7 separate regions of the Mus musculus genome follow, and regions 1, 2, 3, 5, 6 and 7 are each linked to region 4. Evidence: chromatin contacts called from public promoter capture Hi-C data. All regions are on one chromosome and are shown on one strand. The core of a region is the stretch at or near the end of the contact, and the rest is flanking DNA. Distances in the headings are between cores, read along the strand shown.

The links. Promoter capture Hi-C pulls out the DNA fragments that hold promoters and counts their contacts.
Region 1: a promoter capture Hi-C map of hippocampal neurons shows a contact between it and region 4, with 4 times the contacts expected there. The contact joins the promoter of Ip6k2 here to the promoter of Elp6 in region 4. A contact is called at or near these places in 3 of 39 promoter capture datasets (embryonic stem cells, hippocampal neurons and pre-B cells) and 3 of 115 datasets of contacts at active chromatin or transcription factors (differentiating embryonic stem cells, embryonic forebrain and large pre-B cells).
Region 2: a contact with region 4 is called in a promoter capture Hi-C map of pre-B cells, with 2.6 times the contacts expected there. The contact joins the promoter of Qrich1 here to the promoter of Elp6 in region 4. A contact is called at or near these places in 5 of 39 promoter capture datasets (the 3T3-L1 cell line, cranial neural crest, frontonasal cranial neural crest and 2 more) and 1 of 115 datasets of contacts at active chromatin or transcription factors (pancreatic cancer cells).
Region 3: a contact with region 4 is called in a promoter capture Hi-C map of hippocampal neurons, with 3 times the contacts expected there. The contact joins the promoter of P4htm here to the promoter of Elp6 in region 4. A contact is called at or near these places in 2 of 39 promoter capture datasets (hippocampal neurons and liver) and 1 of 115 datasets of contacts at active chromatin or transcription factors (pancreatic cancer cells).
Region 5: a promoter capture Hi-C map of liver shows a contact between it and region 4, with 3 times the contacts expected there. The contact joins the promoter of Ccdc71 here to the promoter of Elp6 in region 4. A contact is called at or near these places in 3 of 39 promoter capture datasets (the C10 cell line, liver and pre-B cells) and 2 of 115 datasets of contacts at active chromatin or transcription factors (embryonic stem cells and pancreatic cancer cells).
Region 6: a promoter capture Hi-C map of pre-B cells shows a contact between it and region 4, with 2.0 times the contacts expected there. The contact joins the promoter of Uqcrc1 here to the promoter of Elp6 in region 4. A contact is called at or near these places in 4 of 39 promoter capture datasets (the 3T3-L1 cell line, embryonic stem cells, hippocampal neurons and 1 more).
Region 7: a promoter capture Hi-C map of pre-B cells shows a contact between it and region 4, with 4 times the contacts expected there. The contact joins the promoter of Trex1 here to the promoter of Elp6 in region 4. A contact is called at or near these places in 12 of 39 promoter capture datasets (3T3-L1-derived adipocytes, the C10 cell line, the HPC-7 cell line and 9 more) and 2 of 115 datasets of contacts at active chromatin or transcription factors (T-cell acute lymphoblastic leukemia and microglia).

Annotation. Positions count from the first base shown.
Region 1 is chr9:108,781,852-108,785,677 of GRCm38.p6, reverse strand. It overlaps Ip6k2 (inositol hexaphosphate kinase 2), which reads right to left and starts at 1,866. Exons shown (of 6, transcript NM_001379600.1): 1 at 1,808-1,866.
Region 2 is chr9:108,515,591-108,519,248 of GRCm38.p6, reverse strand. It overlaps Qrich1 (glutamine-rich 1), which reads right to left and starts at 2,162. Exons shown (of 10, transcript NM_175143.5): 1 at 2,009-2,162. Qars (glutaminyl-tRNA synthetase) reads right to left here. Exons shown (of 24, transcript NM_133794.2): 24 at 3,308-3,453. The coding sequence ends at 3,403.
Region 3 is chr9:108,595,636-108,599,223 of GRCm38.p6, reverse strand. It overlaps P4htm (prolyl 4-hydroxylase, transmembrane (endoplasmic reticulum)), which reads left to right and starts at 1,612. Exons shown (of 9, transcript NM_028944.4): 1 at 1,612-2,016; 2 at 2,244-2,325. The coding sequence starts at 1,660.
Region 4 is chr9:110,303,225-110,307,050 of GRCm38.p6, reverse strand. Elp6 (elongator acetyltransferase complex subunit 6) reads right to left here and starts at 1,859. Exons shown (of 7, transcript NM_001081381.1): 1 at 1,702-1,859. The coding sequence starts at 1,755.
Region 5 is chr9:108,459,255-108,462,754 of GRCm38.p6, reverse strand. Ccdc71 (coiled-coil domain containing 71) reads right to left here and starts at 2,202. Exons shown (of 2, transcript NM_133744.5): 1 at 2,138-2,202. It also overlaps a transcript of Klhdc8b not described here.
Region 6 is chr9:108,934,954-108,938,714 of GRCm38.p6, reverse strand. It overlaps Uqcrc1 (ubiquinol-cytochrome c reductase core protein 1), which reads right to left and starts at 2,067. Exons shown (of 13, transcript NM_025407.2): 1 at 1,928-2,067; 2 at 1,559-1,699. The coding sequence starts at 1,996.
Region 7 is chr9:109,057,630-109,061,278 of GRCm38.p6, reverse strand. Trex1 (three prime repair exonuclease 1) reads left to right here and starts at 2,028. Exons shown (of 2, transcript NM_001012236.1): 1 at 2,028-2,090; 2 at 2,351-3,347. The coding sequence starts at 2,358. The coding sequence ends at 3,302. Atrip (ATR interacting protein) reads left to right here. Exons shown (of 13, transcript NM_172774.3): 10 at 78-169; 11 at 570-650; 12 at 767-1,016; 13 at 1,371-1,532. The coding sequence ends at 1,438. It overlaps Atrip-trex1 (Atrip-Trex1 readthrough), which reads left to right. Exons shown (of 14, transcript NR_153412.1): 10 at 78-169; 11 at 570-650; 12 at 767-1,016; 13 at 1,371-2,090; 14 at 2,351-3,346. It overlaps Shisa5 (shisa family member 5), which reads right to left. Exons shown (of 6, transcript NM_025858.3): 6 at 3,487-3,649.

The sequences.
Region 1 (3,826 bases), core at 617-3,116, 1.5 Mb after region 4:
TTCTCTTAACAGGGAAAACCAGGCCCCAGTGCATTCTCTTTATGAGCCAACAATGGAAATTTTTCACCTCAACAAGCTGGCCTCAGGAAGGCTCAAACTCATCCTTGTTGCCTAGATACCAGTGACATCTCTGGGGCTTACAAAAAGGCCCTGCCATCCTCTGCAAGGGCCCTGCCATTCATCAGTCAGCAATGACTCCTGGCACATTCTAATGTTCAGATACTTGGTTGTAAAGACCAAAATCTGTCTCCTAGGAAACTCTAAAGCGTCAAAGAAATACGATAAACTGGTTTCAACAACAGTAACAGGTCTAGTCCTGCTACTGACACACTTGAATTCTACTCTTAAAAGAAAACTAGAATACAGGTAAACCAGTCTGAGTTACACTCAATAGTTTAACCAACTTGATCTCCAAAAAGATTTAGTAGGCAGTCAGATGGCCTGTTCACACCAAACATAAGTACTCATTTTGTATTTCTATCTGTGGATAGCTGCTAAAATTAAAACAAAACCCTACAATTACACTCTCCACGGCAACAACTTGGTAAATAAGCATCTCCCATCTCTTAAAATGTTATCCCAGGGAAAGTGCAAATACAGCAAACATTTTAAATACTGAAAATCAACAACAATGCTGTCAACAAGGAAGGTCCTTTAAATTTTTCAAAATGTTTGTCTGCATCATATTTGCTGTTTCAAAACTGCCAGGGCTTCTTTCTTTTGGATCTTTTTATTTTCATAAATATTTATTAGTTGACAATTCCAAACATGTATACAATGTATTTTGACCATATCCATCCCCCTGGTCCCTTCTTATCCCCCTCCCACTGCCTCTGGATCCCTTCAGTACTTTTTCTTACAAATATTCGAAATTATTTTGTTCTTGCTCTATGTACATTTCTGCTAACAAAATGTTTATTTACATGCGATGACTAGCTCTATTTCCTTTCGCGTGTAAGAAGAGCCCTAGATTTCACCAGTTCCTACATTTTTCCCCATTTTCCCGCTAGTACAGCTTTCTTGATATTTGATAGAAATTAAAATCCTAAAAACGAATCAAGTCATTAGGAAGGATGCAGAAGATAGATGCAGTCTTGTTATCAAATATGAATAAAATCCCACTCGTGGTAGGAGCATCAGCATAAGAAGAAGAAAAAAGAAGACACCTTCTGATCCATTTTAAGATCTTAAAGGAGAAGAAGGGGAAAAAAAAAAAACCAATAAGGTTGGATGCGCAGATCACCCTCTCCCCCGCCTTTCCGGGATCAAAGAGGAGCTGACTGGCACAACTGACGTTCAACACCCAAAATGGCTGCACATCTGCAGGCCCAGGTAACAACAGTACCTGAGGATCCGGGCTGACCCTTCCATCCAAAGATAAAGACCCCATCCTCAAAGACCAGGGAGATCGTGGCCGGGGGACCTCTGTGAGACCAGAGATCCTGTCCTCCACCGGAAGACCCAGGGAGACCGCTTCAAAACCGGAGAAAGACACTGTCGTCGTCCCCCGCCCCCTCCCCTCCCCCGGTTCCGGGAGACCCTCCAATGCCGGGGGGAAGATTCTGCCCCGTCTCGGTGGGCAACGCTACTCTCCCCAGTAACTGCAAGGTACAATGGCCCCCCGTAAATAGGGAAGGGATGACTACACAAAAAAAGGGGGAGACCGCTTCTCAATGACAGCCATAGGACCCCCTTCACAAACCCAAGCCTCCCAGGGATCCCGGAGCCCGGCCGCTACCAGCACCGAAAACCTCTTCCCCTGAGCCCCGGGGTGACAGGGCCACGGGCCGGGCGGGGCGGGCGTTACCTGCGGCCACAGCCCAGTCCCGCGACGCTTCCGTCCTATTGTTTCTCTTCCACCAAAATGGCTGCGGCCGCGCTCAGCCCCGCCCCCCAACCTCGCTCCCAGGGCCCCTCGCTATTGGCTCGCACCCGAAGCCGCGCAAGCGGACTGGGCGGCCTGGAAGACTGTTGCTAGGGCGCCGGGATTCGCTTGGGGCGGCTTCCTGAATGGGCAAGGGGCGGGAAGAGGCGGGGCGTTGTCCTGAGTGAGGAGGGTGGCCAGTCTGTTCTGGAGTTGAAGTAACTGATGGGCTGTGTGCCAAATGGATCGATTGCAGGATGCCTAGGGTAAGGGTGGATGGACAGACAGTCCTGGTTTGCCCCGCACTGGGGAGTTTCCTAGGATACAGGAATGTCAAGGCCAGTATTCATTCTGTGATAAACTGCAAAGCTGGTCAACCTAGCAGATGGATGGACAGAACTACATGTCGCTAAGATGGATAAAGGGATAGCAGCAGGGAACAGAGAGAATGACTACAGACGATAGACAAATACATGGCTCTATAGGAGGCCAGTAAGACGGCTCAACAGGTCAAGCCGTTGCTCTGTTTCTCTCTGGCTCTTTGTCTCTGTCTCTCTCTCACTCACAAACACACACTCACACCACACACACTATAATAATTTTTAAAAAATGTTTAGACAGGTGAACAGATGAGTGGACAGACAGACAAGATAAAAGCCAATAGAAGTCTGATCAGAGGGATGTATAGGGTCCTCGGTAAATTGATAGGTCTGGAGCATAGAGCTCATCCAAGACTCCTTTGTCTGGAGCCTGTGTCATTCAGAAGGTCTCCTGCATGAGTGAACGAGTGTCAGCGCAGCCAGGAAAGGCAAGGAGCACGATGGGAACCATGGGCATGGGATGACCTCCTTCTTGGCTATTGGCCTTTCTGTAAAGGATGCCAGAGTTGTAACCCTGCATCCTGGGCATTAGCAAAGATGTAGCTCATAGGTTTTTAAAACTGAAGTATTTATTAAGCACCTACACTCTGCAGTGAGTGCAGTAAACAGATTTTTTTAATCCCTGCTTTCTAAAGGTGGACAAGAGAAACTCCTATTACCAACAGGTTCCTCTTGGAATCGCCTTCCCTTGAGGCCTTCATGGCTCTGTGTTCAGTTCTGTCTAGTTTTTCTTTTTCACATTTTTTCCTCTCTGTCTATACCCACTTACCCCGGGTCGTGGTTTTGTTTTTAAAATATTAACTAATTGAGTCCAGATCCCTCTCTGTAGCCCAGGCTGGCCTCAAAATTAAGGCAATTCTTCAGCATCAACCTTCCTCTTACTGGGATTACAGGCATGAACCGAGAGGCCCAGGTTTCAGGTTTAAATGCCAACTTCATGTTAATCGACCCCAAAAGTGTTTGCCCAGTTCAGGCTCTTCCTGGTTCAGTGTTCAGCTGTTGATAGACAGCCTGCCCTCTGGCTGTGTGTGTTCCTTGACTGTTTCCGTATGGCTGTTGTCGTATTGTTTGTTTTGCATTCATCTGTTGTGCCAGGAGCTTGTGCTGTCTCAGGAACACACCACTTTTTGACATGACCGTGATTTGAGTACCTAAACCCCTACAAGTCTCTCTCCAGATCAGTGTCACAGTTCCCGCCCAGCCCCCTGTTGACCTTGCTGCCTTCAGCCCACTCTCCATCTATCAGCCTGTGGATTAATAACCACTCCCCAGAGAGGCTCCAGAGGCAGCTAGACTCTCAGGCTTGCCCACTCCCGCCTATCTATGCCTCCTCTGCTGGCCTCCAGCTCAGTCTCAAAGTGCACTGCACACACGGTGCCCAGTCAGGGCTGGCCTCAGTGGTTCTCTATGCCTGAAAGATCAGCCTTCCACAGGCTGTACCTCAGAGCTCTCACACCCTCACATTTTAGACTCTAACTTCTCGCTCTGTCCTCAGCACTGGAGACTACCTTTATTTTCTACCCTGTTCTACTTCCTTCCTCCCCCAGCAATTATGATCATATGGAATATTTTTTACTTTTTT
Region 2 (3,658 bases), core at 913-3,412, 1.8 Mb after region 4:
AACAGGTAAATACTAGTTGATGGAAACATTGGTTTAAAAAAAAGAAAAGAAAAAAAAAGTAAACTAGAATAAGCAAGCTTAAATGGTACAAAAAGTTCACAGACACATCCTCAACAAAGAGGACAGTTTTTTTTTGTTGTTGTTGTTGTTGTATTCTGTTTGTTTTGGAAAACCATTTAGGTTCTTAGCTGATGCTTTGCAATGTTAATCATGAATATTCCACTGACTTCGATTTTAGGGACTGTTGTCCAATGAACAAACTAATACCGTTTCCCTCATCAGCAGTTTCCTAGTAGGTAGCAGCTTCTAGCAGACAACACCAAGAAAGAATGACAAGATTTGTAAAGTTTCAGTATTACCAAGGGGTTGGGGGGTAACGGACTGCACACATACTTCCAGCGTATGAATGATTTTTAACTCACCAGTCACCATGTTGCATGTATGTCTGCTGCTTGTCCTGAGTTCTTAAGACTTCTAACATTCTGAAGAAGATAGAACAAAGAAGTTCCTTCCATCCTCAGCCTCTTTTTAAGTTTTAACTTTGTTCTTAAAAAAATACAGTATATTAAAAAAAAGTCATTACTATCAAAGTTTGGTTGCTACTAAAAGGAATAAAAATCCTTTTAGCTTGCTTTTCCTCAGGCTTAATGTAACAAAATTGTAAAAATAAACTAGCAGATGTTTTGTCTTAGAAAAAAAGAGCTGTGTATTTCTCCATCACAAACCTAGAATTTCCTAGATAGAAGATCACAGCACTGAAACAAAATGTGGAAAGAAAAAAAAAAGCTGAGAAGAACTTCAGTTACATAGTTTTTATAGTGACAGGCAGATTTTAGAAATTTTTGCTGGACATTTTAGAAATTACAAAGAAAAAAACCGGCAAAGCATTGATCAAGTTAATCAAGGTTAAGAAACAGCCCTTATCAAGAACAGAAAGGCAAGCCCCTCCCACCCACGCGGAGGTGGAAAAAAAAAAGGGGGGGGGGAGGCTGCATTTAAGTGAGGATTTAAAGCGGAATTTTAGAGCTCCGAGAGTTTGATACCATATACAGAGGAGGATCTCTTTCCGGAGCGCACAGAGGTGACGTGTATCAACTGCGCTTATGGAAGAATCGGTTCTAATGGAAGAAAAGCGGGGCCTGGTAATGGTAACCTTCTCTCCTCAGCACAAAGCACCAGTACAAGGTGAGGAAACCCATGGGGACCCAATGCCCTCTCCGGCCAGCAGGACTCGGTTTCCCAAGCAGAGCAGCACCCTCCCCAAGCACCCACCCAGTCCTTGGGCCTCGCTTAAGTAACAGCATTCTTCAGTTAGTACGAGCACTCCTGTCCGCCTCCCGGAGGAGCGGAGCCGCAAGCCAGACCGCAAAGCCGCTATGTTTCTCCGCAGACCTAGGCCACCGCTGCCCCGGACGTCACGAGGACAAGGGCCCAACCCTCAACCTTCCCCAGTCGGCAGGTCGGTCGTCCGCCAGGCCGCTCGCCCGCCCGCCCGTCTGCCCTCCTCTTGGAAGGGGCGTCCGGCGCGCACTCCGGACAGCGTGAGCGACCAACAGCAGGGCGCGCGCCGCAAAACCGGGGGGTCGCGGGGTGGCGCGCGCCCCGGAAGCCGTTCTAGCCCACGGGCCACAGCTGAGAGCCAACGGGGACGCGCACGTCGGGCGGCTACGCGCAACGAGAGGACCGCACAGCGCGCACGATAACGCACGCGCGCGCGCAGAAAAATGAGAAAAAAAAAAAAAAGAAAAAAAAAAGCCACGCTCGTGCGCGCGCGCCTCCGCGCGCCCCCGTGCGCCGCGCCCACCCGCCCCTCAGGCCCGCCCCTCCCCCACCCGTGGGGCGGAGGCTCGCGAGCCGAGGGACGTTCTCCGCTCTGAAGCCGCCCTGAGGTCGCCTGGGCCCAGCGGCAGCGGCCCGCCCGCCCCCGCCCGCCCGCCGTTGTGTAGGGTGGGCCTGCCGCCTTCGAGCCAGAGCCTTGCTGCGTCCCCGCCCTCACCAGAGCCCTCACCCGGCGACGTCACCGCCGCCGCTGCCTCCGTTCTACCCGCCGGCCCCGCTTCACCGCCCGGGGCCTCGGTTCTGCCGTCGCCGCTCCGAGACCGACAGGATTTTCTCCTCACAGCTCCCTGGGCGCCATCTTACATTCAGCCCTCACGGCCAATGGGAGCCGAAGGCCCTTCTCGCGAGAACCGGAGCGTCGGATCCCGCGAGAGCTGCCTGCCAGGCTTAAAGGGAACGCTGCAGCCACAGAGGGAACCGGTTGGAGTGGAGAGCGTACCCCTCGTTGTGGGAAGGAGCGCCACGCCCATGGGCACCCCTCCATGCGGGGCGGGGCTTAGGCCCGGGGTTCAGCATCCAGGGGTATTTTGCCCCTGCCCTGGGTCTGAAAGCATGCTTTTTGAAGCCACCTACGGTGTCCCGCTAGCGCCTCCTCTAGTTGCACAGTTCCACGCGAGGCGGGGCCGGGCCTAGCTCGGCCTCGTGGTTAAGGTGGCCCCCTTTCAAACCCCTGAACTGGGCGCAGCTTTAACCATTGTGCCGCGCCTGGGAAGCGCTCGGGGCGTTAGTGCACGGGAGAAAACAGCTTCAGGAACCCCCAGCACCACCTCTCATCTGAGATCGCTTTGCCACAGTCAGGTCCACCTTAAAGCAGGCCTTGGGTAGCCTAGTGTTTGTATACAGGGAAAATGTGGAAGGCTTTAAAGCTGCAGGCACTCACCTACAGCCTCACCAGAAGCTCCCAGCAACCCAGGGGGCCCTCAGTCTGGGGCAAACCTTAGTGCCTTCTGCACTTGTTCCTGTCCTAGCAAACTCTAATCTTCAAATTCTTCAGAAGTCAATTTCTGAGACGGGGTCCAATCCAAGGGCCAGCATAGCCAGGAATCTCATCTCAGCACCGTATAGACATCCAGGGAGTTTGCTGGGGTCCCCAAACTGGAAAGGCCACAACAGCATTCATGATTTATCTCACTATGCTTAAATAGTTGACAGGGCTTTTTTCTAAATGATCACACGGGGGGTCATGTGTCTCTTGATCTCTAGCCACAAAGACACAAACCTAGATCCCTCCATAGGACTGGTGACTGTGCAACAGCATCTCTGGGGTTCTCAGGTTTATCATAGTAAGTGCTGAGCTAATTCCAGCCATGCACCTGCCTTTGAGAACCAAGTGCAGTAGTGACTTTGTGGCTGGCTCTTTTCTGGGGAAGTGCATTCTTCCAGAAGACATATGAGACCCACCACTGCCAGCTAACAAACTATTTCTCCAGGGTCCTCAGATATTAGAAAGGCAGACAACAGAGAGACGCCAGAGGGATTTAGTTATTCTTTATTGAAACGGAGTGTGGAGTGCTGAAGGGCACCCCCAGCCTCCAGGATGAGGTAGGGCCACATGTATTCAGTTCATATTTTGCCTGGGTCTTCTTTTAGTGTGACAGTTCGGTTGAAGACAATCTGAAAGGCAGTAGAAGAAAAATGACCAACAACCCCGAACCGGGCTTCTTACTTCCCCTTCATCACCTAGGAGGTGAGGTATCATGGAGGTGAGGTACCAAGGTTGTCAATAACTCTGTAATTTCAGATAAAGGACTAGATGCCTGTGCTGTGCCTTAGTTTCATGAGGATTATGACAAACTCTAAGCTTGCCTGCTACTTTGAA
Region 3 (3,588 bases), core at 363-2,862, 1.7 Mb after region 4:
CAGCTACAGAAGAAAGAAAGGAAGAAAAGAAAGAAAGAAGAGAAAGAAAGCAAGCATGAATTTACTGGGAATCAGATATAAAATTAATAATACATTGTGAAAAATTACTGTTTTAAAAAAAAATGCCTTGGCCGCTGCTTTATAATCTGAGTTTTATTTTCTTCAGAGGTGTCCTGATTAGGGGAAAGCCTTCCACCCTCCCTCTTCCCATCCAGGAGCTAAGGCAAGCGTCACAAACAGCACCTGCTTCATTTTGAGGGACACTGGGTGGAGCCCAACCTGGGCACCCTGGGCAGCCTCTCACCAAAGTCTGACTTGCAGGATTCCCTCAGTGGTCCAGTCTGACTGCCGAAGGACCTTCAAGAATATCTTGAATATCTTGGTGCATACCTAGTAACTCCAGCATTTTAAAATATATATATTCAGACACTCCAGAAGAGGGTATCAGATCTCATTACTGATGGTTGTGAGCCACCATGTGGTTGCTGGGATTTGAACTCAGGACCTTCGGAAGAGCAATCAGTACTCTTAACCACTGAGCCATCTCTCCAGCCCTAACTTCAGCATCTGAGAGGTGGAGGCAGGAGAATAAATTTATCCTCTGCTCCTTTCAAGTTTGATGAGCAAGCCTGAACTATATGAGACCCTGTCTGGGTTGGTTTTTGTTTTGGGGTGTTTTTTTTGTTTTTTTGTTTTTGGTTTTTTTTTTGGTTTGGTTTGGTTTTTTGTTTGTGTGTATTGTTTAAAAACAATTTAATAATAAGCCGGGTGTAGTGGTGCATGCCTTTAATCCCAGCACTCGGGAGGCAAGAGGCAGGGGGATTTCTGAGTTTGAGGCCAGCCTGGTCTACAAAGTGAGTTCCAGGACAGCCAGGGCTACATAGGGAAACCTTGTCTCGAAAAAACAAAACAAAACAAAACAAACAAACAAACAAAAAACAACAAGAAAAAAATTTTAATAAAAGCAAAAACGGAAGCTGGAGAGAGGCTCTTTAGCTAAGATCCATCTTGGAGAACACACCGGTTCTAGTCCCAGCACCAACATAGAGACTTAAAAACGTCTGTAAGTCTCTCCAGCTCCAACGCCCCTTCTGTCCTCATATACAGACATGCATGGAGTGCACATACCCATAAACAAACCACCCCATAGACATAAAATGTTTTAGTTAAATAAATCGAACTCGTGGGAACTGCTCTATAATCTCATCATCCAGTGTGCAGTCATTGGCCTCAGCATCCCACTATGTCGTATGTCCCATTTCTATCACTCTCTGACTCCCTTCTCCCAAGAGTGAGAAAATGCCCACTACACTTTCTGGGGCCGGGGGGGGGGGGGGGGGGCGTCTTCTCCCGGGAACCAAGAAACTACTAGTTGCAATGGTGTCTGTCCTAACGGTGCTCCGCTGATGTGCCTCCATGTTTGTGGATGGCCTTCTGCACTGGAGTATATACAGCTCCATAAACGACCAGCCGGGTGTGAGCGAGGTCCCAGGATCTCAGTATGGACCGATGGGTGCGGCTCCGTGTAGGCACAGCATCCCGGAGCACCGTCTCCTAGTGACCGCCGGGCGCGCTGACTCTGCCGTCCGGGTCCCAGCGACTGCGCAACGCGAGCACCCCCGCGGCCCCTCCCCTGGGCGCGCGCGCGACCTGGGCGCCATGGCGGCAGCGGTGGCGACCGTGCAGCGGCCTGAGGCTGAGACAGTCGAGGAGGCCTCAAATCTTCAGTGGCCGCTACCACCGGAGCATCGCCCTTCCGGGGCAGCGACCAGACCAGGCGATAGTGAAGACGCCCCGGTGCGGCCACTGTGCAAGCCGCGGGGCATCTGTTCCCGTGCCTACTTCTTGGTGCTGATGGTGTTCGTGCACCTGTACTTGGGCAACGTGCTGGCCCTGCTGCTCTTCGTGCACTACAGCAACGGAGACGAGAGCACAGACCCCGGACCCCAGCGCCGCGAGCAGAGCCCCCAGCCAGTGCCAACCTTGGGTCCCCTCACCCGGCTGGAGGGCATCAAGGTAAGAACATCCCCTCCTCTCCCGCCCCGAGCGGAGCTTCAAGCACTGCCAAGCCGAGCCAGAAGGAACCGTGGCTCAGCTCTGGGCCACCACGGTGCCCCACGCATCACTGTGTGCGGGTCACGCGCGCGCCTACTTACTTTGCTACTGTCGCTCCCTGACACGGGACTTTTTCTTGAGCAGTGCGGCCTGGCACACCAGCTGCCTGCTGTGTATTTTTCCTTTAGGTGGGATATGAGCGGAAAGTCCAGGTGGTCGCGGGCAGGGATCACTTCATCCGAACCCTCAGCCTCAAGCCGCTGCTTTTTGGTAAGTCTGCAGGACACTTCTGGGAAGGGCCGGGGAGGCTGCAGTGTCCACCCCAAGGCTTCTTTTGACCGTGTGTTTACTATTTTGAACATGGCTGCTTCGTAGATGCGCTCTCTGAATCCAGTTTACTAAAATAGAGCTTCCTTTTCCGTAACCGGACAGAGAGGTTCGTTTTCCACACTTCCCTCAGCGGACCCTTCCATCATAGGCTGGGCAGCACGACCCTGAGACAAATGTTCCAACTGTTTATTGAAGTTATCTTTGGGCAGTCTGTGCTACGAATCTATCACCTTCCAGATCAGGGCAGGGTGAGAGACTGATAACCAGGTGCCAGCTGACCCGGGGGCCTCTGGGGAGATCACATTCCCAAAGCTAATCCTGTGGTCTGATGAGAATCAGGCCGTCCATATTGGAATGAACTGACAACCCTCAAAGCCAGCGGCCCCCCCCCCCCCAGAGGGGCACCATTCAAAGGCCCAACTTCTTGCTTCCAGTATTCAAGATTCTTAGGACTCCTGTCTTTCACCCTTCATGGGCAGAGCCTATTAGGGTGACCCATTTTAGCCACATCACACACAGCTCCTGTTTTCTGAGTTCTTAGTAGATGATAGGCTTCAAACACCTAACCATGGTGTTGTGGAGACCCCCCCAAGTCCTCCAAAGACTATCAATGTCAACATGGGGAGGGCACTATGTCCACAGACCTTGCCTGGGTTAAATTTCTGCAACCCTAGCTGGGCAGTGGTGGCACCTGCCTTTAATCCCAGCACTTCGGAGGCAGAGGCGAGTAGATCTCTGAGTTCATGGCCAGCCTGATCTACAGAGCAAGTTTCAGGACAGCCAAGACTACACAGAGAAAAACCTGTATCAAAACAACAATGACAGCAAACAAACAAAACAAAACAAAAACAATCTATACATGGCCTTGGTGGTGTGAATCAGCAGACCCAGGGCTGCCTTTGGCTGCTAAGGAATGGAGTTTGTAGAGAGCATTAAGAGATCTCTGGATGGACCATGTAGAGACTGCCATATCCAGGGATCCACCCCATAATCAGCATCCAAACGCTGACACCATTGCATACACTAGCAAGATTTTATTGAAAGGACCCAGATGTAGCTGTCTCTTGTGAGACTATGCCGGGGCCTAGCAAACACAGAAGTGGATGCTCACAGTCAGCTAATGGATGGATCATAGGGTTCCCAATGGAGGAGCTAGAGAAAGTAGCCAAGGAGCTAAAGGGATCTGCAACCCTATAGGTGGAA
Region 4 (3,826 bases), core at 610-3,109:
GAAACAGAGTTATTTTGTTCTGTTTGTTTTGAGGCAGGAACTCACCCTACAGGCTGTTCTAGGCTGGCCTAGAACTCACAGAGATCTGCCTGTTGTTGCCCCTGCCACCACACACCTAATTGTACGATGTTTTAAGTAGTGTCTTAGGCCCTAAGATGCTCCCTGGCGTCTGTGTCTGTAACAGTGAATGGGGAGGGGAAAAAAAAAAAACGGTTTTAGTTTTGGGTTTGTGGTTGTGGTATCTGTGTCTGCATGTGCATGGACATGTGTGTGCAGGCACACATGTAGGGAGACTTGAAGTCGGGGCTGGGTGTCTTCTTCAGCCGCTTTCCATTCTTTCCAATTTATCAAGGTAGGGAATCTTAATGACTAGGCAATCTGAACTAATGCAGCCAGCCAGCTTGCCCCAGGGATCCCACCTCTGCCTCTTTAGTGCTGGGATGACAGGTGTCCTCTTGCCTACCTGGCTTTGACGTGGGTTCTTGGAACCCAAATTCCACTTCTATACTTGGTGCCAAGCCCTATATCCACTGTTCTATCCCCTGGCCCAATTCTTGACAAGGCCTCTGATGACAAAGATCTCCCAGTGACTGTGGTTCAGACGGGACTCTTATCACAGCAATCGCTGGAAAGCCCTATGAAGATGGTCTCTGCATTGCCTAACTACCTGCTGTAGTTCTGTAAGTAACAGACAACATTGGGACCAAGGGCTGTCACACACCACCTCAATGCTGTACCAACCTAGGGAAAACCTGTCCAATGCCTCTGGGTTTCAGCTGTGTCCCTCTCCTCCCTCCCCCCAATATAAAATGCCAAATCACACTGCCTGGCCTTGAAACACATTTCCCACCCAAAGTGGTCACTTCCTGCTGTCACTCTGGACCTGGGAAATGCCCTAGCAACTAGAAAAGTAGTCAGAACTGGAGGTCTGAACAGTCAAGAACTGTTAGGCAAATAAAACCCAGAAGGATCGCAGGGCAGTGGTGGCACACGCCTTTGATCCCAGCACTTGGGAGGCAGAGACAGGCAGATTTCTTGAGTTCAAGGCCTAGCCTGGTCTACAGAGTGAGTTCCAGGACAGCCAGAGCTACACAGAGAAACCCTGTCTCAAAAAACAAAAAAAACAAATAAGCAACCAAACAACCAAAATCCACAAGATCTATTTAAAGCTTTCCATATGTGGTGTGTTTGCTGCAAATTACAGAATAAAACAGATATACTCCTGGGAGAGGTAACCCCTAAGTGAAAATGTGAAAGACATTTCGAGGTTCCATGGAGAGTGAGGAGGTTGGGAAAAACAGAGGGGATGGAATATGCTGAGGCCTTTTTGCAACCAGATATCATCAGAACTAGGAAGAGTGCAAGCAGTGTTCCGTGCAACCTGTAAAATGTTCCATGGTGGAAGGAGATTCAGGACAGATAAAAGGATCTCCTCTAGGGCCTGCTCTGCAACCATCTTTGGGCGCCAGTGTGGCACGGAGCACATGGTCCTGGGGCTGGAAGCGAACACGCAAGATAGTCCAGAAACCCATCTTCCAAAGGCCCAGGAATGCGACTGCAGCCTCGGCGAGCCCTCTCCAGACTACAACTCCCAGATGCCCTCGGTTTACGGCAGACGCGCCTACTCCACCGCGCAGCGTCCCGGATGCAATCCTGCACGCTCCCGGGACCTGCCCTCTTCCGGTCCGCACGACATCTTACCTGCTCGGTCTTGTCTGGGGTGGTGCTGAGAAGGTTGTTGAGTTCCGGAAACATCGTGAACTGGGATAAAAATTATGGTTCTACAGAAAGAATGAAGGTCCAAGAACAGCACCCACAAGACCGTGCTCGCGAGCGCGAGAAAGCGCGCATGCGTGATCTCGCTGCCGGACTCGAGTCAGCCAATCAGGCTTGGGGTTGTGATGCTGCTGCTGCTGCTGCGCAAGCGCGTGAGCACGTATGCTCGTAAAGCTGAGCCTTAGAGCGATCTCTCATTCGGGCAATGGACCATTGTGCTGCTCTCAGTAGGTGCGGGTCCACACAGTGCTGGTGCTCCCTCACGATTTAGCACGAGCAGGCGAGCTTTCTCTTTCCGTTGCTCCCCCTCCCTCCGCACCTCCGGGTCTTAGTTGCTCCACGTCTTCCTAGTGTATTGCTCACAAACTTGGGCTAGATACATGGAACACATAGAGAAATGTTTGCAGGATCTTCGCAAAAAGAGAGAACAAACCTTACTAGCACAGAATTACATCCTGAAGAGCTTTTTGTATAAAGCAGAAGCCAGGAGGCCAAAGAGATGGCTCAGGGAATAAACGCTCTTCTTCCTCCCTCTGAAGACCACCCACATTGGGTTGCTCTACTTGTAACTCCAGCTCCAGGGGACCCGACGCCCTCTTCTGGGCTCTGCAGCACATGCACACACAATATACACAAAAAAATTTAAGGGGACTCAGAAGATTTTAGAGGACCCTAATTTGATTCTCATTATCCACTTGGCAACTTATAACCCTCTGTAACTACAGTCCCAGGGAATCTGATAGCCTCTTCTGGCCTCCAAGGGTACCAAGCATAGAAGTGGTGCACCTATACATACCATCAAAACGTATGCATAGTTTTATTTTAAATAAGCAAGGCCCTCCTCGGCCTTCTGCTAAAACAATAAAAGAACAAAAAAGAAAAGTCAGAGGGATACAGGTCAGTTGAAGAGTTCTTTCCTAGCATCAAAAACAACATAAAAAGCATGCTGCCAACATCTGTGATCTCAGCTGTCAGGAGGCTTAGGCAGGAGGGTTGCCAGCAAGTCTGAGCTTTGTGAAACTACCTCTAAAAAATAAAAATAATGGAACTGGGCGTTATGGGGCACACCTTTAATCCTAGTGTTCAGGAGGCAGAGGCAGGCAGATCTCTGGCAGTATGAGGCCATCCTGGTCTACAAAGTGAATCCAGGCTAGCCAGGCGAACACAGAAACCCCATCTCGAAAAAACAAGCAAGCAAACAAACAAAAAAGAGGAGGAGGAGGAAGAAGAGGAAGAAAGAAATATAAGCTAGTGGTGGTGGCACATACCTTTAATTTCAGCACTTAAGAAACAGAAGCAGGGCTGGTGAGATGGCTCAGTGGGTAAGAGCACCCGACTGCTCTTCTGAAGGTCCAGAGTTCAAATCCCAGCAACCACATGGTGGCTCACAACCATCTATAACAAGATCTGACTCCCTCTTCTGGTGTGTCTGAAGACAGCTACAGTGTACTTACATATAATAATAAATAAATCTTTAAAAAAAAAAAAAGAAACAGAAGCAGTCAGATCTCTGAATTCGAGACCAGCCTGATCTACAGATCAAATTCTAGGACAGCCAGATCTATACAGAAAAACAAAAACAAAACAAAACAAAAACACAACAAATAAACAAGTAAATGAAATAATGAAATATACAGAGGTTATATACAGAAACATACAGTTATGTAAAAACAATGAAAAAAAATCGGCCATGAATGTGAAAGAGAGCCAGGAGAGGGATATGGAGGGAGAAACGGGAAGGGGGATGGTATAATTATAAACTCAAAAGGCATAATTAGAAAGGAATAAAAGGAAATACAACTGCACCCGATCTCTGTAGGTACTGTAGAGAAAAGCAAGACTGGATAGAGATTTGAAATTAAGGTAGTTGTCAGAGGTACCTTCACTAAGAAATTGTGATTGGGGCTGGAGAGATGGCTCAGCAATTAAGAGCACTGTTTACTCTTCCAAAGGACCCAGGTTCAATTCCCAATACCCACATGGCAGCTCACATCTGTCTGTCATCCCCGTTCCAGGTGTTTGAGTGTCTTCTTCTGGCCATTTTAGGCAC
Region 5 (3,500 bases), core at 953-3,452, 1.8 Mb after region 4:
CTCAGAAGCACCTCAGACCATCTACCCTACCACCGGGCTTCTGTGGAGACTTAGATCTAGCTCGTTTTAATGCAATGGCATTTTTCTTTTCTGGCTTTAAGTCAAGGTCCCTCATCAGCTAGGCTGATCTCTAACTCTGTATAGAGCTGAGGCCAGCCTTGGACCCCCAGCCCCTCTGTCTCAAGTGCTGGGATTACAGGCAAGTGCTACTATCGCGCTTAGTTGATTAGTACAAAGGGTCTCACTACAGTACAGGTCTGGCTGTTCTGGAGTTTGCCATGAGGTCCAAACTGGCCTCAAACTCAGACTCCTCCTCCTGAAGCCTCCCAGCTGTTAGGATCACAAACGCGCGCCAAGAGCTCAGCTACATCCTACTCTTTCCTCTTTGACAGGGAGCTTGCTATGCTCCCGGTCTGGAACGTGTCGATGCACACGATCTGCTGCTCAGCTGCCCAACACTGTGCACTACCACGCCTGTTTCCTTTTGATTCTTTTCTTTCCTGGTGTTCTAAATATCTAGACTCAGTCCCAGGAATATAAGCAAATACCTCAGTCCTCAAAGAACCCAGTCCGGAAGTGAAGACACAGCTGCCATTAAAGGTTCTTAGAAGCAGATGGTGCTCTCCAAGCCAGCTTCTAATAGGTTAGGGAAGGACTCCTGGAAGCAGTAACATCTACCTATCTGTCTGCGTGCCAACCAAAAAAGGAGCAGGTACAAATGGAGCAAAAAGGGTAGCAACTCCTGCAGAGGCTATCAAGTAAAGAAGAGTACGGACCATATGGATGAAGGCCAGGCTGTAGCTGAGGAAGACAGACTAAGGCCTTTGAACATAGGCCCAAAGACCCAGACTTACACCACCTGATGTCCACCCCACCACTGTTCATCCAACTGCCAACGTTCCAGTGCAGGGGGTGGCTCATCTCCTTACCAGAGTCTATAGACAGGATACTCAGTGACCTGATTCCTAGCTCTAGTCTTGGAGTTCAAACCCAATATAAGACACAGACCCGCCCAAAAAAAAAAGACAGTTGCAAACATCTCTAAGGCAAGCAAGAGACCAGGCAACGAGACCAAGGAGTTCAAGGTTTGACGACAAAGGACAGGGAAAGATTCCAACTAGGAAGGTAGGCCAAGCCGTAGCGCTTAAAAGGCAACAGACCTTAGATGTTAGTGGTCCCAACAGATGCAGCTGTCTGGGACCACTCAAATCGTCCTATGCTTCCTTAAGGAAGCCATGGCTGTCACTCAGAAGTTACACCCAGCACTCCAACGCAGCATCTGAGGGCTTCCCGAGTCAAAAGGTAAATTCCCCAGCTGCACCGGAGCGTTAAAAGATCAGCTGGGATGAGACAGGTCCCTGGAGTCTAGGAGCCCGTCTGTGCCGCCGCTCTGCACAGCTCTAATGAAGCAGACACACAGTCCTCAGACTCCCCGGAGAAAGTGCCCTGGGGCTCTTTGTTTGGAAACATTCTTGGATCCTCAGGTGTCTGAGGCACTTCCCCTCCCCAGAGGATGCTCTTCAAGTACAATCCAAGTTAATGCTTTCATTTATTTATTTATTTATTTATTTATGTTTTGAATGGGTGGGCTATGAACTGTAGGACAGAGGGGGACGACCTACCTCCCACCCCAAACCTCCGGCGCTCATATTACGGGGCGGGGACCAAGGGGCTCTTTGCCTAGGTCATTCTGAGCCCATGGGAGGGAGGGTGCTTCTTGGCTCTCAAGAAGCTTTGTAAACAGAGGCTGCAGCCAGGCTGACTTTTGCCTTCACACATTCCTTTGGGGCCAGCACAGGAAGTTGACAGAAGACTGGGGGCGGGCATACTAATCGGGCGGACTGGGATCAGGGGCAGATCGGGGCCCTCAGGCGGGGAGACCGAGGCCCCGGGGCCTGAACGGCGACGGGGAGTCGGGGTTACGGCGGCGGCGAAATGTGTAAGGTGGGCAGTGGTCGCCCGACAGGATCCTCAGAACCCCCAGGGTGGGGTCCTGGGTAGGGGTGGGGTGTCTCGGCCAAGCCCTGGGAAAATGAGGATCCCGGAAGGGCCGGCCACCCAGTCCCTTCGCCCTGCCGCCCTGTGGCCTCATGGGCAGCCACTCCGCACCACCGCTAGGCCCGCGGCTCCAACCTACCGGCGCCGCCGCGGGGACCCAGGACGCACCTCTGCGCCGCCTCCGCCGCTCCAACATGGCCGCCTGCTGCGCGCCGGAAGTACACCGTGCTTCCGCTTCCGGGATCTAGCCCGCCTGGTGACCCTTGACCCCTAGAACTCTCCCCTCCCCCCCCAAGTCTGGGGGCGGAGCAGGTTGAGTACTTCGGAGGGCTGCCTGGAGGGGGTGGCCTCGGAGGTGACAAGTCCAAACCTATCTGATCCAGTATGGGAGCCTGTGCACATAGAAGGCAAAAGTCACAGGATCCCAGTCAGGATTGGACTAAGGACCACTTTTCTAAAATGTCCTGGTAATATAGGAGTCAAAGTGACTCCTGGCAAGCTCTATGCTATTCTACACCCCAGGACCTTACTCTTTCTCTGGCACCTGATCAGAAGAGAGTGTGCCTGACAGGGATTATCTCAGGAAAGTCCCCTTGTTTCACCACACAAGTACTTCCTGAAAGAGTAGCAGGCGCTCCTCTCCTGAGAATGGGCTTAACCCTGGCACACTGCATGAAAAGCTGGTATATACATGTAGGCACAAGTAATACACAGCAGCCTGGGGCTGTAGATGGCCAGTCTGTAAGTCACAGTACATCAATGTGGGCCTGAATATACTTGCTCAGGTATGTATACACAGTGGAGTGCCAAGATCTGGCTCAGCCAAAGCACCTCGAATGGCACAAAGTAACACTTTTCAGTCGTTACAGTGCCCAGAATCCGTTGGCTCTGTTGGCAAAGAGATTGCAAACTCAGTCCTACCTATGTCCTGTAGACAACACAAGATGGTTAGTTACAGAGCCCTCTCCTCAGCAGTATTTGAGGACACAGGTTAAAACTAACTCTAGGAATCTGAGACCTCAGATGAACAGTCAGCATATTTTCCAAACCTTGTCCTTTTTGGAGACAGTGTATCCCTACATAGCCCTGGATTCCTGGGATCAAAGGTGGCATGTGCTGCCATGCCTGGCTTCACAGCTTTAAGGAAAGGACCCCCTTGTCAGATGCTTCCTAGTCCAGTTTAGGAGGCATCAGGAAAGCTTTGGTTTCATGGATGAGGGAGTGAAGGCATCTGGACCTGTCTAAGAGTTTGGGGTAGGTAGACAAGGGTGTTTGAAGTGCTTCATGTGGGAGCTGGATACTAGCCTTCTTCCTCTTTTGTACGACTGAAAGATCCTTAGCTGTTCTGTGTTTCCCAGCCTATGTAGAGGGATCTGTCATCTTTAAAGATAAGTATCAACCACCCATCAATACCCAAGGCCTCACTTGATGCCTGTTTACTTCTCAGAGCTTTGGCACCGACAGGAGACTCCTGACAGTTTCTGGGTAGCCAAGTACCCAAG
Region 6 (3,761 bases), core at 818-3,317, 1.4 Mb after region 4:
GCAATTTTAAATAAAGTATTTGTGTTTCTGTGTACCAGCGTACACAGGTACCCAGAGAAGCCAGAAGAAAGTGTCAGATCTCCTGGAGCTGGAGTTACAGGTGGTTAGAAGTTGCCCAATAAAGGTGCTGGGAACTGAAATCTGGTCCTGTGCAAGAGCGGCCAGCCCTCCTAACCAAAGAGCATCCAATTCACTGTAATCTTCAAAGGTACTCTTTGTCTTCCTTCAGTGCTATAAAGCTCATGGCTTTCCACTCAGTAGGCAAAGGCTCCACCCAAGTTACATTTCCCAGTCTTTCAGAGGCATTTCTTTCGTGTGTGCAAGTGCCACACATACATGCGTGTGCACACTCCACCACACAAATATCTGCGGAGGGCAGAGGAAACTGGGTGCTTTTTCTGATTACTCTAAATCTTTTGTTTTTTGTTTTAAGAATCCTTACTTCTGAGCTAGGCATTGGAGGCTCATGCCTTTCTTCCCAGCACTTGGGGAGCAGAGGCAGATGGATCTCCGAGTTCGAGGCCTGCCTGCTCTACAGAGTGAGCTCCAGGACAGCCAGGACGACACAGAGAAACCCTATCTTAAAAAAGAAAAAAAAAAAAAAAAAAAAGGAGAAAAAAAATTTTTATTTTTACGTATGTGTACGTGGGATGGTGAGACTGTGTAGGGTTAGGAACCGCTCTTCCACAGGACCCAGGTTCAATTCCCAGCACCCTCACGGTGGCTCACAACCACCTGTAACTCCAGTTCTGTTTTTTTTTTTTTAGATTTGTTTATTTATTTATTTATTTATTATATGTAAGTACACTGTAGCTGTCTTCAGACGCACCAGAAGAGGGCATCAGATCTCATTACGGGTGGTTGTGAGCCACCATGTGGTTGCTGGGATTTGAACTCCGGACCTTCGGAAGAGCAGTCGGGTGCTCTTACCCACTGAGCCATCTCACCAGCCCTCTGGGGGTTCTAATATCCTTTTCCAACCTCCAAGGGCATTATGTACAGACATGGTGCACATACACACATGTAAGCCACTCGTGTAGGTAAAAGTAAGACCGGCTTAGACACACTAGTCTCCACCCCTCAGAGTATTGGTGTTAGACCTAAATCACAACACTGAGGACTCCAAATTCAGATACCCATGTTTGAGTACCAAGCTCTTTACCCACTGGGCCATCTTCCCCGTCCTTCAGAGGCATTTCTTGAAGTGTATTCCTGGCTACGTCTACAAATTACATAGCCTAGGTGGTGAGTCTAACAGACCTGGATGTCTTTCTGTAAATAACCTAAAGTCTGTGAAATCTCATTCTTTTTCGTGGCAAGAGAATAATCTCTTCTCTCGGGGAGGTAGAACGAAAAGCTGGAGGAGAGAATTCGGCCCCGTCTTTGGCAAGCACCATAATGTTGGCTGCCGGGTTAAGGCAGGGTTGAAGTCAGGTACAGGGATAAGCCCCGGCAGTAAGCCAGTCTCCACCCAAAACATGTAAGACTGGAGCCCAAGGTCACATCCCAACCTGGGACAACACGGCGGGCCTCACCTAGAGGACTGGCGCACACTTACCGTGCAGGTAGCATGCGAGGACTGCTCCGAGGCCACACGCAGCCCGTTGTCCAAGATGCTGACCTGGGTCTCCGGCACGCTCTGGAGGGCCTGGGCGAAGGTTGCGGTACCCCGCAAGGCAGGTAACCTCAGCAGGGCCGGCTAAAGGGAGAAGGCGACCATTGCAAGAACTGCTCGCCAAGCCTCTGGGACCTCGGCTCTCAAACCCAAGCCAGAGCAGATAACCATCCCCGCCCTCCGCCATGACCTTCCCACGGCCCTGACCCCCGCGACCTCCCCACTCCGACCCGCCACTGCTGAGACAGCCTGCTCCTCATCTGTGTACGAAAGCCCTGGGCCCTGCAGCCCAACGTCTCACTGCCACCTCACCGAGCGGCGGGTGCGAAGTAGCACTTGCGTCCCGGAGCAGGCCGCTCGGCAGACTGCGGACGCCGCCATCTTCTAACTTCCGTCAGTGTAGAGCCGCGCTGCGCATGCGCAGAGCGGAGTCTGAGGCGCAAGCGCTGTAAGGAAGACTTGGTGCTCAGTCGCCCCCTGTTGGGCAGCAAGTACGTTAGCAAGAATTGATCGCATGTAGTCATTTGGTCCGTGTGCCTCTAGGATCTTCGGGACATTTATCAACCTGCGAGGGAGGGGCCCTTCATCTGGTCCCATCTGAGACAGGTTCTATTCATCACCTTCTTCCACCTGAGGGAGGCGGTATGCAACTGTGGGAGATGCATTGTACGCCAGCAGCAGCTCTGAAACCTGGAGGGCAGTGGCTAGGCACAATTGAGCCCAAGGGCTAAAGCACTTGCCTGTCTGTGCAAGAAGGTGTCCACTAAAGTTAGTTTAAAAGAATAAAATATGCTTAAATGGTTGACTTGAAAGACGTTTAATAATATATTGCCAAATATATAGCACTTGGGAAATGGAGACACAGAAGAATCAGGAGTTCAAGGACATCCTCCTCTCTTGTGTAAGGAGTTCAAAACTACCCTGGGTTGTGTAAGACAGTGTCTCCAAAACGTAAGAAAAAAAACGTGTGTATGAAAAGAGGAACAATGTAGAGGTAATTTGTGGAATAGGGCTCCTTGTTTGGAATAAAATAACTAAGCAAAAAAGTTTTTTCTATTTTGTGATTATTTCAAAACTTTTTGTTTACTTTTTTTCTTAATTTTTTATTATTTAAATGCATTTTATACATCAAACATATTAATAATGTTGAGTACTTTGAGAATCAAATAATCCATAAATTTTTTTCAACTTTTATATTCATATCCTTTCATACCCTAAAATATCATTAATGAATATTTAATACTATCCATAACTGAGGATCCTATATCTAATGTTGAATACTAAATTGTTTCAAAACATGCAAAATATTCTTTGGGAGTTAAGCATAGTAAAAGAGCATAAAATATTAAAAATTAATCATTAAGAAATATATTCATGAGTTCGAGGCCAGCCTGGTCTACAAAGTGAGTTCCAGGACAGCCAGGGCTACACAGAGAAACCCTGTTTCAACAAAACAAAACAATAAAAAATGAGTTACAGGGACAAAGTTTGGAGTAGAGACTAAAGGAATGACCATCCAGAGACTGCCCCACCTGGGGATCCATCCCATAAACAACCACCAAACCCAGACACGATTGCGGATGCCAACAAGAGCTTGCTGGCAGGAGCCTGATAACGCTGTCTCCTGAAAGGCTCTCCCAGTGCTTGACAAATACAGAAGTGGATGCTCACAGCCATCTATTGGATGCGAAGCACAGGGTCCCCAATGAAGGAGCTGGAGAAAGGACCCAAGGAGCTGAAGGGGTTTGCAGCCCCATAGGAGAAACAATTATATGAACTAGCCAGTACTCCCCAGAGCTTCCTGGGACTAAATCACCAATCAAAGAAACCACATGGTGGGACTCATGGCTCTAGCTGCATATATAGCAGAGAATGGCCTAGTCGGACATCAATGGGAGGAGAGGCCCTTGGTCCTGTGACGGTTCTATGCCCCAGTATAGGGGAATGCCAGGGCCAGGAAGCAGGAGTGGGTGGGTTGAGAAGCAGGGGGAGCGGGGAGTGGATAGGGGGTTTTCAGACGGGAAACTAGGAAAGGGTATAATATTTGAAGTGTAAATAAAGAAAATATCTAATAAAAATAAAAACATATATATGTGTGTGTGTGTGTGTATGTGTGTTCAAAAGCCCTTATATGATACCACCTGAC
Region 7 (3,649 bases), core at 779-3,278, 1.2 Mb after region 4:
AACCCTGTCTCGAAAAACCAAAAATTTAAAAAAGAAAAGAAAAGGGGGTCCCTGAGTGAGGCCTGCATCCTTTTCAGAAGGCTGCCTTCTCCTGAGGCTGTACATGTACATCACATCAAGGCCTGACAGAACGGCCTCAGAGACACAGTGGCTTCAGCTGGAACAAGAGGTAAGACTCAGACACTGCTCACCCTTCACTCCCACCCCCCGAGAGCCCAGAGTCTCCTTCCCTTGTGGGAAAGTGGGAGCTACAATTCCTTTTTTGCCAGTTTGTCAAACAGCAACGGGTAAAATGTAGGGGTTCCTCACAGGGATTCAATACAAGCACATCCTGGGTTATAGTGGTGCTCAGCAGAGCTGCCTGGGCTTTGGGGGCCCCGATCCTGGTCCTGGAAGCAGTAAGCTGTTGGTGAGATTCAAGTCTGAAAGCCTGAGACTACCACTACTTGTACCCCACTTGTGCAGGCAAGCAGTTGTAGACGTAGCTAGAGCACCTTAGAAATGCCCGCCAAAGCCCTGTGACAACCGTCTGTTCTACATGGGATGGGTACTATCTCTTCTTGTTCCAGGTAGTATGGCTCTTGGCCAAGCTGAGTGTACAGAGCCCTGCCCCCGCTGGCATTGGTTCTGACTGTCACTGCAATGTAGAGGTGAGTGGCCAGAGACCAGCATCATGGATGCTCAGTTAGTTAAGAGCAATCCTGTTGATCTTGAAGTGGTGAGGTGAGTAAGTCTCTGGACCTCAGGCTGTGCCCTCTCACCCTAGGCAGTCAGAGCGCTCACTGTGATGTTGCACAGGCAATGGCTGACGGTGCGGCGGGCAGGAGGTCCAAGGACCCACCAGCAGAAGCAGACGATACGCTGTCTGCGGGACACTGTGCTGCTGCTGCATAGCCTATCTCAGAAGGACAAGCTCTTCACTGTGCACTGTGTCGAGGTCCTGCATCAGTACGACCAGGTGATGCCAGGGGTCAGCATGCTGATTCGAGCCCTTCCTGATGTGACTGACTGTGAAGGTAAGCTAGCACGACACTGTCCTAGCCTTCGTGTGCCTCTGTCAGACTCCTTTCCATGAGTCTCCCCTTGCCTCCAGAGCCATTCCTGGCACATGGGTATTACCTTCCTGCTCTGGGTCTTTGAGTATGACAGGTTCCCATTTGATGGTGTCTATTGAATTGGCCTCGCTGAGCCATGGTTTTCCACAAAGATCTGTCCGAATTGCCTTTGTGTCACTTTTGCTCACAGTCGCTGAGGGAGCAAAGCCTGTGCATAGAAGGGACTGGTTGGTTCCTGTGACGCTAGGGAGCATGGGGGCCTCCAAGCCCCCACGCTGTCGAGTTAACCTCAGACCCCTCTTCCTTTTGGCTCAGAGGCTGCCCTGGATGACCTCTGTGCTGCGGAGACTGATTTGGAAGACTCTGAGATGGACTGTAACTGAGGGCCTGAGCATCCAGCCACAAGGTGGCGCCAGCTCCCACCGCCGTCTTTGCCATATCCACTGATTAAAACTGCACTTCCTGCTGAGAACACAAGCTTTGTTTCCTGAGTCCGATTTGTGTGGCTGAGAGGGAGGGACAGGGCAGACCAAGAATTGATGAGATGACTCCTGCTGGAGTTGAGATGGCCCCCATGGTAACTGATCTGCCCTGAGGAAAAACCCTGCCCCTCTTCGGGAATTACCCTGAGTCATAGCTTTGGGCGGGGGCCGTGGTGGGGGCAGGGGTACGTTTGTGGCCAAGGAGGCAGCCCTTTTTAGGAAGGCCTGGATCAAGGACTGGGGGAAAGACAAGAAAAGGCAGAGGCTCACGGGCACATTTGAATCCTAGAGACAACCCAGTTTGAGTTGTCAGTGTTGGGGCAGTAGTCCATTTTACCAGCCAGCAGGATCACAGATATGGATCTAGGAAGGCCTTTGGGGTGCTTGGGGAGGGAGGGAGGAGCGTCAGCACGAGGGCCAGGCCTGGCAGGCTAACAGCAGGGCGGGCCCTGTTCAGGAGGCAGGCCTATGGGTGGACCCAGGCAGTTTTACTTCCTCAGCCACACTGCTGCCAGCAGCAGACCCAGCGGAGTGCCTTGCTGCCTGCTTCTCGGTAAGTGTGGAGTAAGGGTATGGGGTAAGGCAGAAGAGAATAGGGTTCCCTCACCCTGAAGGTAGTCAGCACTAGGGGAAGGGCCTCCCTCAAAAGGCAAATAAGTAGTGGATCCATCCCACTAGAACAACCCTGCCCTCCAGCTTCTAGTGGCCCTGGATAGTACCTGCTGAAGGGAAGGGCTGAGCTGCCTTTCTGCACCCCACCTCAGCCCACTTGAGACCTTCCTGCTGCTACTCATTACCCCATCTCCTCCCCAGGTTCAGCATGGGCTCACAGACCCTGCCCCATGGTCACATGCAGACCCTCATCTTCTTAGACCTGGAAGCCACTGGCCTGCCTTCGTCTCGGCCCGAAGTCACAGAGCTGTGCCTGCTGGCTGTCCACAGACGTGCTCTGGAGAACACTTCCATTTCTCAGGGACATCCACCTCCAGTGCCCAGACCGCCCCGTGTGGTGGACAAGCTCTCTCTGTGCATTGCTCCAGGGAAAGCCTGTAGCCCTGGGGCCAGTGAGATCACAGGTCTGAGCAAAGCTGAGCTGGAAGTACAGGGGCGTCAACGCTTCGATGACAACCTGGCCATCCTGCTCCGAGCCTTCCTGCAGCGCCAGCCACAGCCTTGCTGCCTTGTGGCACACAACGGTGACCGCTATGACTTTCCTCTGCTCCAGACAGAGCTTGCTAGGCTGAGCACTCCCAGTCCCCTAGATGGTACCTTCTGTGTGGACAGCATCGCTGCCCTAAAGGCCTTGGAACAAGCTAGCAGCCCCTCAGGGAATGGTTCGAGGAAAAGCTACAGCCTGGGCAGCATCTACACCCGCCTGTACTGGCAAGCACCGACAGACTCACATACTGCTGAAGGTGATGTTCTAACCCTGCTCAGCATCTGTCAGTGGAAGCCACAGGCCCTACTGCAGTGGGTGGACGAACATGCCCGGCCCTTTAGCACCGTCAAGCCCATGTACGGCACTCCGGCTACCACTGGAACAACCAACCTAAGGCCACATGCTGCCACAGCTACTACACCCCTGGCCACAGCCAATGGAAGTCCCAGCAATGGCAGGAGCAGGCGACCTAAGAGTCCTCCTCCAGAGAAGGTCCCAGAAGCCCCATCACAGGAGGGGCTGCTGGCCCCACTGAGCCTGCTGACCCTCCTGACCTTGGCAATAGCCACTCTGTATGGACTCTTCCTGGCCTCACCTGGGCAGTAAGTCAAGAGGGGAAATATGATGAATAAAGACTTCCATAGCACTGACTGCTTGCCGCCTCTGCTTCTCAGCCTGGGCCTCTGGCCATGCTCAGGCCCTAGGGATGAGGTACAGTCCCTCTCTCCTGCTCTCTTAGCAGGACAATCAAACCTGTTAGGCTAATTAACAGAGGGAAGAAACAAGTTCAAGAAGTAGACAGAAATAGTTTTTGGTGTAGAGCCAAGGCCAGCTGCCTAGGCGCTGAAGAAAGGGGAAGCGGGTCCAATGTTGCATTTATTAGAAATGAGGGTGCGGAGTCTGAATGCTCAGAAACACCAATCAACACAAAGCTAAAACAGCCAGTGAAACAG